Linked DNA regions of Callithrix jacchus: region 1 is linked to region 2. A link is a contact called in public Hi-C data. All regions are on one chromosome and are shown on one strand. The core of a region is the stretch at or near the end of the contact, and the rest is flanking DNA. Distances in the headings are between cores, read along the strand shown. Region 1 holds the start of ZC3H12C (zinc finger CCCH-type containing 12C). Region 2 holds the start of LOC108593711.

Region 1 (4,803 bases), core at 1,452-3,951, 140 kb after region 2:
CAATTCTATGAATATGCCCTTCCTTATCCTCTCCACTTATCAAAGTACTATGCATTCATCACAATCCAGCTCAAATCTCCCCTTTTTGAAATCCTGACTCATATTCTGTGTATATGTTCCCAGCCATTCCAACCTAAAGTGATTCCTGTCTTCTGACACCTCATGGCATTTATTACCTATACTCACATTTGACACTTTTACATTATCTTGTATTCTTAGTTTTCTTTTAACTTTTCATGTGTTTTAATTTCTTCAAACAAATAGTAAAGTAATAATGGCAATTACTGTATCTTATTCACATAGTAGGTCCTGATTCTAGAGTCAAACTGACTGCATTTTAGCCCTTGCACTGCTATTTATTGGCTATAATCTTGGTCTTAGTTGTCTCATCTGTGAAATGGAAATAGTGATAGGTATTTCCTTATAAGGGTTTTGTGGGCCTTACATGAGACAACACATGCAAAGTGCTTAGAATAGTATCTGGAATATGGTGAGCATTCATTAAATGTTAGTTATTATAGCTATTACTCATCTCCCTTACCTTGATCTTTAACCGGGCTTAATCAATATGGAATGGAATTTAGCTGAGTCAATTGCGGGATACAAGGTAAGAGGTAGACTGTGTGGGCAGTATACTGCGGAGTGGGGGAACTTCCTGGCATCACTAAAGTCATGCCATAAATGCTGTCACTTATCGTCAAACAGCCAACCTTGTTCTAAGTCCCTGCTAAGTCCCTTAGAGATCCTAAGATTAGGGACCTCTAGTTCTGCTCCAGAGACCTGTAAGGTTTTGGCACAGTGTGAAGGGGCTGCCTTCCCAGCTTCTACTTTCCTGCCAATAAAATCTGACCCGGCTGCAGACAGCAGTTTACCAATCTTCCTAAGGGTCTTCAGGGTGGTATGAAAAAAATGTGAACCTGGCCGGGCACAGTGGCTCACGCCTGTAATCCCAGCACTTTGGGAGGCCAAGGAGGGTGGATCACTTGAGGCCAGGTGTCTGCGACCAGCCTGGGCACATGGCAAAAACCTGTCCCTACTAAAAATACAAAAACTAGCCAGGTGTGGTGGCTCACACCTGTAATCCCAGCTACTGGGGAGGCTAAGGAAAGAGAATCACTTGAACTCGGAAGGCAGGGGTTGCAATGAGCCGAGATCATGCCACTGCACTCCAGCCTGGGTGACAGAGCTAGACTCTGTCTCAAAAAAAAAAAAAAAATGCGGATCAGAGAACCAGAGAAGCCAGCCTACCTGCCTGCCTGCAATTTTATTTAGCTTCATGACTGGCCTACTGATGTGGAAAACAGGCTCAGTAAGACACTCTCCTTTCATCTCACAGGCAGTCAGGATGCCCATGTGCACCAGGTGGGACCTCATCACCAACAGCTAAAGAGCAACTGATGATAGCCAAAAAAAATGGGGATATCTGTGCTACTCAACTGAGCCATAAAGGCCTATATTTGCTAGAGCATATTAAACTGGAAATTATCAAGTTTGAACCCTAATGAACATCATTAATATCACTACCACTAGGCAGTCCAAGCAAATCCAACAGATCCAGGCTTACGCCATATATATGCCCCACTGAAAATAACTCAGAGGCAGTAAGTAATTTTATGAAAGGTGAAAAGTGTGATCAAAAGCATGCACCGTGGTCCAGTGAAATAAATGCATCCTTTAGATGTAACCTGAATACTTCACGTTCAAGTTGTGTAACTGCAGGTAAATTTTCTAACCCCGATTTTCTGATGGATAAAGGGGATTGTAAATACCCAGCTCACACGGCTGTAGTGACAATTAAATGGGATCGTGGATTTAAAGCAGGCTATCTGGCCCGTGACACATGGTAGGGGCACAACCCTTTAAGTGTCTGTCCCTCCCTCTCCAGAAGCAGACGCATCCCAAGGCTAGGCATGAGGACCCTGGTAACGATTCCAAGGGCAGGTGAATAAGGTTATTTAACATTTCTGAAACGTTGACTTAGTTTGTGCTGGGTGGTGTACAATTCACAGAAGTAGAAAGGCTCTCTGCTCCCGGTGCTTTTCAGCTTACGGCTCAGGCGCCCACCTCTGTGCAAAGGGCTGTTTCCTTCCCATCTCCTGAAAGAGATCTGGATGTATCCTGGGTTCAACCTCAATTTTGACACGATTGCCATTTTCATCAAAGCCAATTTCCTTGCTGAAAGAAGTCCTACCCCTGGGTGAAATCCCAACAGCTTCGCTTAAACTCTCTTACTGGCCTTGCTAATGCAGGGTGTGGCCTTTCCTCATCACGGAATACTGCCAAGTAAACAACAACGGGAAACCTGCCCTAAGAAGGCGGCCGGTCGATCTCCTTGACTGCCCGGGACGCGATCCCTATCGTTGCTGGGTGGAGAAGCTGTCGCGGAGCGGAGGGGCGCTGTCCCGCACAGGACTGGGGGAGCGGCGCGGGGAGGTCGGGACCCCTGGGTTGGGCCGGGCCAGGGAATGGGCGCGAGGGGAGGCGGCGCGGGAACCTCGAGCAGCCTGAGCGGCCGGGTAGAGCCCGACAGGTTCCAGCAGTTCCCCTCACCCCGCTCCACGCCTCCCGGGTTTTCCCCTTGGCTCGGGGTTTCCTGTTTCAGTTCTCGGCGGTCTCCAGCAGCAGGTGCTGGTTTGCCAACCTCAGCTCCAGAGGCGGCGACGGAGGAGAAGGAAAAGAGGGAAGGGGAGGAGGAAGCGGCGGGCGGGCGAGGAGCGCCGAGAGAGGCGGCGGGCGGCGGAGCCGGGTTCGCTCTTGCCGGAGGAGCAGCGGCGCGGACGGCGGGCCGGGAGGAGCCGAGCGCTCGGGCGCGCCCGAGCCGGGGCCCCGGCGTGCGGCCAGCTGGCCGGACGGGCGGCATGAGGGAGCTTCGCGCTAGCTCCGCGCCCTAGCGGCGGCCGCGGCGGCCCAGGGCTGAGGCGAGAGGCGGCCGCCTGCCGGAGGGCCCCGGGGCTGCCCCGGCTCCGGGGCATGTGGTGATGGCTGCGGAGAAGAGAATGCAAGTAGGTCGAGCAACAGATCCGAGTGCGCGCGCGTGGGGGGTGTGAGTTGTGCCTCCCGGGAAGGGGGCGCCGGGGCTCCGGCCAGCGGGGAGGGCTCGCGGGAGGGCCGAGGTGGCCGCTGCAGCCGCGGGCCCCGCCGCCCGCCGGCCGCTTCCTCACGGGGCGGGCCATGCCGGGTAGCGGCCCCCAGGTTTGTCCTCAGGAAGGGGGTGGAGGGCGCGGACCGCGGCGAGAGCGCTCCTGGGGGAGCCGGCCGTGGGGAGGGCGGCGGGGCCGTGCCCGGGCGCCGGGTGGAGGGCGCCGTGGCCGCAGAGGCCGCGCCGGGTGATCTCCAGGCCCAGGCAGGTCAGGCTCCGGAGGTCGAGTCGCCGAGCTCCCGCCGCTCAGGTGGGGCCGAGCGGAAAGCCCGGAGCATCCTCCCCGCGGGCAACGCCGTCCCCGCTGGGATTTCGGGCGATGTGAGGCCGGGCTCCCCGACCCCGCGGCCTAGGGCACCGGTCCCCGCCTGCCTGCCCGCCCCGGGGCATAGATCCCGAACATGGAGGCGGGCTCGGGCGCCGCGAATGGAAACGGACACACAGCGCTGCCGCCGTGGCTCAGATCCGCGCGCGTTCGCGGGGTGAGGCATCACTCGGCATCTCGGATCCAGCCCGGGCCATTCGCTGGACTAACCATCCCTCCGTCCAGATCGCCAGCAACCCCAGGCCGGGCGTCACGGAAGCCCCTCACTCCCCCCGTCGTCCCTCCTTCACCCCCAGGCTCCAGTCCAGATCCCTTTTAACAAGCTGCGTTCATTTTAGCTCGGCTATTTCACATTTTTAACTCCCTACTAAGAAGTGTTACAAATTTAACTTGGAGAAATGAATCCCGCTTTTCTTCCCTAAGCTGTCTCATTTAAAGTCCTTAAAAACAACCCTAGCATCCAAGTACTGATTACTCTGTCTGGGGTTCTTGCCATTTGGTTATGCGTTAACAATCCCAGTTTGTGCTCAGTGTTTTGTGATAAAGAGATGAAATACGAATCCAGATTTAGGGAAAGTTTTCCTATTGGTTGACAAGACTGTATTGGAGTATCCCAGGCCCATCAGGTGCTTATTGATTCAGACTTTTTTTAAACCATTTTAGAATAGATGCAGAGATAATTGGAGCTAAGTATTGTATGTTTAGAAATTTGGCAACGTTGTTCAGTTTTTCACTTGTATTTGTGCTTGAGTTTTTCCGTTCAAATGCATATTATAAACGGAAAACAAGAGATATACCTCAAACACATTTTTTTACTTTTCAAGAACCACAAGAAGTCATGAATATAGTGTGTTATAAATGTTTTTGTCTTAATGGACTTAGGATTTAGAGGGTATGACTTCTGTTTATTTAATCACATATACAGTTAATTTCAGTAGCAGTTTCTTAATTTTAGTGTTCTCTGGTGTTTGATTACATGATAGATTCATCAAAGTTTTGTAAAATTAATCTTAGTGTGATAAGCCCAGGAAGATGTCTATTTCAACTTGCCCCTCTGTTCACCTGTTTTCTAACAACTTGGCATGCTTATTTCAAGTGACCTAAATTTGTCTACTTGATGGTACCTAAAAATAGAATGGCCTGTTGACCATGTACCCATAGTTCAAAATATTTTACTCTTTTTACATCATAGAGTCAATTTTACTTTCAAACTAAGTTACAAGATTCTACTTCTAGTATTTGGTAATCATAAAAGTACTTAAACATTATAACTAAAGTAAAATGAACTTTTAAATAATAACAAAGTCACTGGTGTTTTTTAGCCGTTAATAATGGAAGT
Region 2 (4,768 bases), core at 2,184-4,683:
TACAAGTTCTATGTATTTTTTAAAATATATTCATCTTAACACTTTCTCTTTGATCTATTGTCTTAGTCAATTTGGGCTGCAATAACAATTGTACTGTAGACCATGTGACTTAAAGAAGAAACATTTAACTCTTAGAATTCTGGAAGCTAGAAGTCCAAGTTCAAGGTGCTGGCAGACCCCACGTCTGGTGAGGGCCACCTTCTGGTTTGCAGATGGCAGCCTTCTTGTGGTATTCTCCCATGCTGGAGAGCAGAAAGCAAAGCACAAGCTCTCTGCTGTCTCTTCTCCACCCTTATGACCTACTTACCTCCCAAAGGCCCCATCTCCAAACACAGTCACGTTGGTGATGAGGCTTCAATATACAAATCGGGGAAGGGGGCTCACCGACACTCAGTCCACAGTACTTCTGGGTCATGTGGAAGTGTGCTAGCTTCCAAGTACTTGAAGTCTCGCCTGTTATTTTTTTCTGTTACTGAGTTTTCATTCTGTTGTGGCCATAGAACATACTTTGTATGATTTCAATTATTTTAAATTTGTCAAGGCTTGTTCTATAATACAGAGTATGATCTATCTTTGTACCTGTTCTATGGGACCTATGGGCCCTTGCATAGAAAGTGTATTTACTGTGGTTGGGTGGAGTGTTCTATGAAAGTTAAGTTAGAGCCTGTTGGTTAACGATATCGTTGAGGTTTTCTATATCTTTATATTTTTGTTCATTCTTGCTAGCCATTATTTCTCCAGCCCTAGAAGTCCTAGAATCTCTGGCATAGAAGCAGGGAAGAGATAGTGAATATTCAGCTTCTTTTGTTGTTGTTGTTGAGACAGCGTCTCGCTCTATCACCCAGGCTTAAGTGCAATGGCACAATCTTTGATCACTGCAACCTCCGCCTCCCAGGTTCAAGTGATTCTCCTGCCTCAGCCTCCCAGGTAGCTGGATCTACAGGTGCATACCACCACATCTGGCTAATTTTTGTATTTTTGTAGCAATAGAATTTTGCTATGTTGGCCAGACTGGTATCGAACTCCTGACCTCAAGTGATCCACCCGCTTCAGCCTCCCAAAGTGCTCAGATTACAGGCACGAGCCATTGCGCCCTACTCAAGCTTCTAACTTCTTAAATTAGCTAATGATGCATATTTCAAAGACAAAAAGCCAGATCTTTTATTTCTCATTTGCAAGAGCCAAATTTCATCAAAAGGAGAAAAAATGCTTTTACAGATTTCAAAGAGCTAAGCCGTAGAGGATTTGAGTATAGAATGTTTAGTGTAAGATATCAAAAGACAGGATATGTGATATAATATGGATATTATATCCCACTAAACAAGATAAAACATTCCTCCCAGACATCAGGGAGGCAGGAAACAGAGGCAGACAGAGGTGAGTATCCAACCCCCAGAACTGAGACACTTAGTGAAAAATGTAAACCCCTCAGTAGGTTTGAGGATCTGAGGACAGAAGAGTATGTTTTAAACTAAGAAAAAAAGAGTCATGGAAAACGAGCTTGCTGTGTGCCATAGCCATCATAGAATAGATTCAGGGAAGCAGAAATGAAAGTATAGCATACTTAAGTAGAGAGCCTTAGTGTTCCTGGCTTCACAGTCAGCTCCTATCCAGCAGTTCCTGCAAGCGGTGGGGGGACAGAAAGCCAAGAAAGTGACAGAATGAGGAGGGCCCAGAATGCAAGGACCTGAAGATCAGACAGTATGGCTACACCTAAGGGGATCAGCAGCAGAAGCTGGTGCAGGTCAGAAGGATGAGCAGAGACTGGCAATACAAGCAGAAAACGACCAGGAGAATGAGATACTCAAGCAGAGGCGAATGCAGGACAGCTCACCACTCCTTCCAAGCTACTATATAAGCTTCCACTTGGACCCAGAAGCCATCATAAGTGGCACAGACAGGAGACAGGGAAATACTGCATAGAAGAGGATGGTTCCTCAGCAAAGACCCCACCTTCAAGCCTGGAAACCCACAGCCTTAAATGAGAACAGACATTTCTGTTTTTGTGACCAAAAGTTGCCTTTTAGCCCACCATCCCCCACCCACCCTGTACCCATATAAACCCCAAACCCCAGGCTCCACAAGCAGATGAACAGAAGAGCAGAAGAATGGAAGAACAGTGAAGCAGAAAGAAGAAAAGGAGCATCTGAATGTGGAGAGGAGATCAGCTGGGAACAAAGAGGAGATGGGACACTGCATGACCAAACTCCAGGGAAGATCATCTTCTTCATCCGCCTTCCAGCTCCCCATTCATCCTGCTGAGAGCTGCCTCCACCACTCAACAAAATCCCCGCATTCATCCTTCCAGTTTGTGTATGACCTGATCCTTCCTGCATACCAGACAAGGACCTAGGTACCAAGAGGGCCCTGAGCTGGTTAACCCATGTGCCATCCACAGACAGCAAGGCTAAAAGAGTGCACTGTAACACACACCCACTTGGGCTTTGGAAGCTGCAGGATAGCCCTCGTGGATGCTGCCCGGGGCCTCGGCCCAGGGGTGCTCGCTCTGACTCCTGTACCCACCCATCTGCATGCTCCCCCTCCTGTAAGGAGTTGGAGCATGCACGGTGGCCAAACAGACAAGCCACACCCCTGTTGCATGTCCTGCTAGGGGAATCAGGGAACTCTCCTGTTTCATCAACAGTAAAGTAGCACCAAAAGGAGGAGGGGAACAACCAGGAGAGTGGGGCAAAGAGTCAGAGGAGCCCTTGAGAGAAAAGAACACCTCTGACAACCTGATTTTTGAATCAACAAAATTTAAGTTCTGGGTAATTACACCAAAAGGCTAAACCCTAAACCAGAAGAAAATCAAAGTGACAAAATTAATTTGTTTGTTGTTTGTTTACTTGATTGTATTTCTTTTTTTCCTCTCACCATCCTTAAAATAGGGGCTATTTGAGTTCAACTACAGAGGGGTTAAAAAACAGAATCCCATGTTTACACGTGTGAGGTTTGCAGGGTATTTAAGTACCCTGCTTAAAGTTTTGGTCCTGGAAGGGGCTTTGAAGGCATCTAATTCACATTGTATTGAGAGGAAATAGATGAAGAAATGGAAAGCAATTATCTCAGGACCACAAAGCCAGTCACTGAAAGGGCCAGTACAAGATTGCACATTTCCAAGGCACCCAGACAAGCAAGCATTCAAAATCAAGAGCCACTTTCACCCATAGTCACTGATGATGGAAAACACGGGCTTCAACAGATGTCGCTGCTTCAGATGTAGAAGCACCCACAAAACTCTTGTATCACAGGAGCGAACCCACCAGCCACCAGTGACTGCATGAGGCCTGTCCCCCAGGTCTTCGCTCTCAACAGGAATTCCCTTTGCCGTAGCTTTCAGCTTTCCGCAGTGCCAGCAGTCGTGACTGGTTGTGGCATCTCTCACAAAGCACATTGGATGTTGTTTTAAAGTCCCATGGTCAGAGCTAAAAATAGGACTATGCTGTATCATCTGATGTTTTCAGATCATCAGCCACACCACTCCCCTCCTTTCTGAAACCAACAGAGGTAAGTGGATTTTAAAATTTTGTTCTTTGAACAGCTCAATTTAGAGAACAATAGAGTCCCTCATTTCATGGGCTACTGAAAACCTGGAACTAAAGAGTGTGGCCCACTGGGACATGACTGTGCACACTGTTTAGGCTGAATGAGTGCTTATGTATGTTACAGAACAGGCTGCCTTTTGGGTGTCATCTCACATTTGGCTTCATTTTACTTCTCTCTAGTCATATGCCTTTGCCCTGACTTCTATGCCTATTTTTACATTTTATTTTACAGAAATGATATATTTTTGTAATGCAGCTTCCAAAAAAGATAAGAATATTAAGCAATGTGCTTATACTCATCAGCTTCAGTCAAACTTCGATTCACCCATCTTCAAATTATTTGCTCAGATTATATCTACAAGGCAAAACGAAAATAAATAAGGAAAAAACCCTGCTGCTGAGGATTAAAAGCACCTTTTACATAATCACTAATGGATTTTGCAGACTGGCTGTGAACATGGCTGACAGCATCAAATAGATATGTCAGTGGTAAATTTTTGCCGTGTCCATGTGAATATAACCTCAATTTAAGATCATAATAAAACTTGAAACAGTGAAGCAAGAGTGAGATTTAACCTCCTTAAGATGAGGGAGTACATCTTCCTTTAAGAAGTATTTCAAACATGTTTACATAGACACTTACCCAGGCAAAGCAGCCTTAATAACTGTGTTTTAAAGTGCAATACATTAATATGCTACCTACTCTACAAAAACAAGAACCTTAAGAAGCAAAATAATAATCATCAGTTGAAATATGAATAGTTACCTGAAAACCTATAGCAATCCAAAGCCAAATTCAAGATGAACAAATTTAAGACGTCCAAAATTTAAGTTGAGACAGCGCTTTCCTCTTGGGAAACAACAAAATAAATACAAGTTCCCCTCCCTTCATGTCACACATACAATTTAGGGGGGCTCATTTGGACAGTATTTGTACTAAGATACATAACGTCATCTAGAATGTAAGTCAGAATACCCAGCTATTTTGTGATTTCTGTTCTTTCTTTTGTGATTATTCACTTCAAAATTACAAGTTCCAATTCATTTTTAGATTTCAAATAATCTACACTTCATCTGTTTTTATAATGCCTATATTCCTTGGCTTTTTCTAAACAAGGAATTGAATAGGTATCCTAGCAAGAAAGGTCGTGGGGAAGATTGCAAGCATTATACTATGCTTTGTTGAGTGGGTTCAGAATAGTTTATAATATATTATCATAAAA

What was found. Hi-C and Micro-C count contacts between places; a contact is called where the count stands out from the background.
Region 1: a Hi-C map of skeletal muscle shows a contact between it and region 2, with 4 times the contacts expected there. The contact joins the promoter of ZC3H12C here to the promoter of LOC108593711 in region 2. A contact is called at or near these places in 3 of 3 Hi-C or Micro-C datasets (induced pluripotent stem cells and skeletal muscle).

What each region holds. Positions count from the first base shown.
Region 1 is chr10:9,809,855-9,814,657 of calJac240_pri, forward strand. ZC3H12C (zinc finger CCCH-type containing 12C) reads left to right here and starts at 2,702. Exons shown (of 6, transcript XM_009006739.5): 1 at 2,702-3,002. The coding sequence starts at 2,979.
Region 2 is chr10:9,667,054-9,671,821 of calJac240_pri, forward strand. It overlaps LOC108593711, which reads left to right and starts at 3,434. Exons shown (of 4, transcript XR_013523026.1): 1 at 3,434-3,507.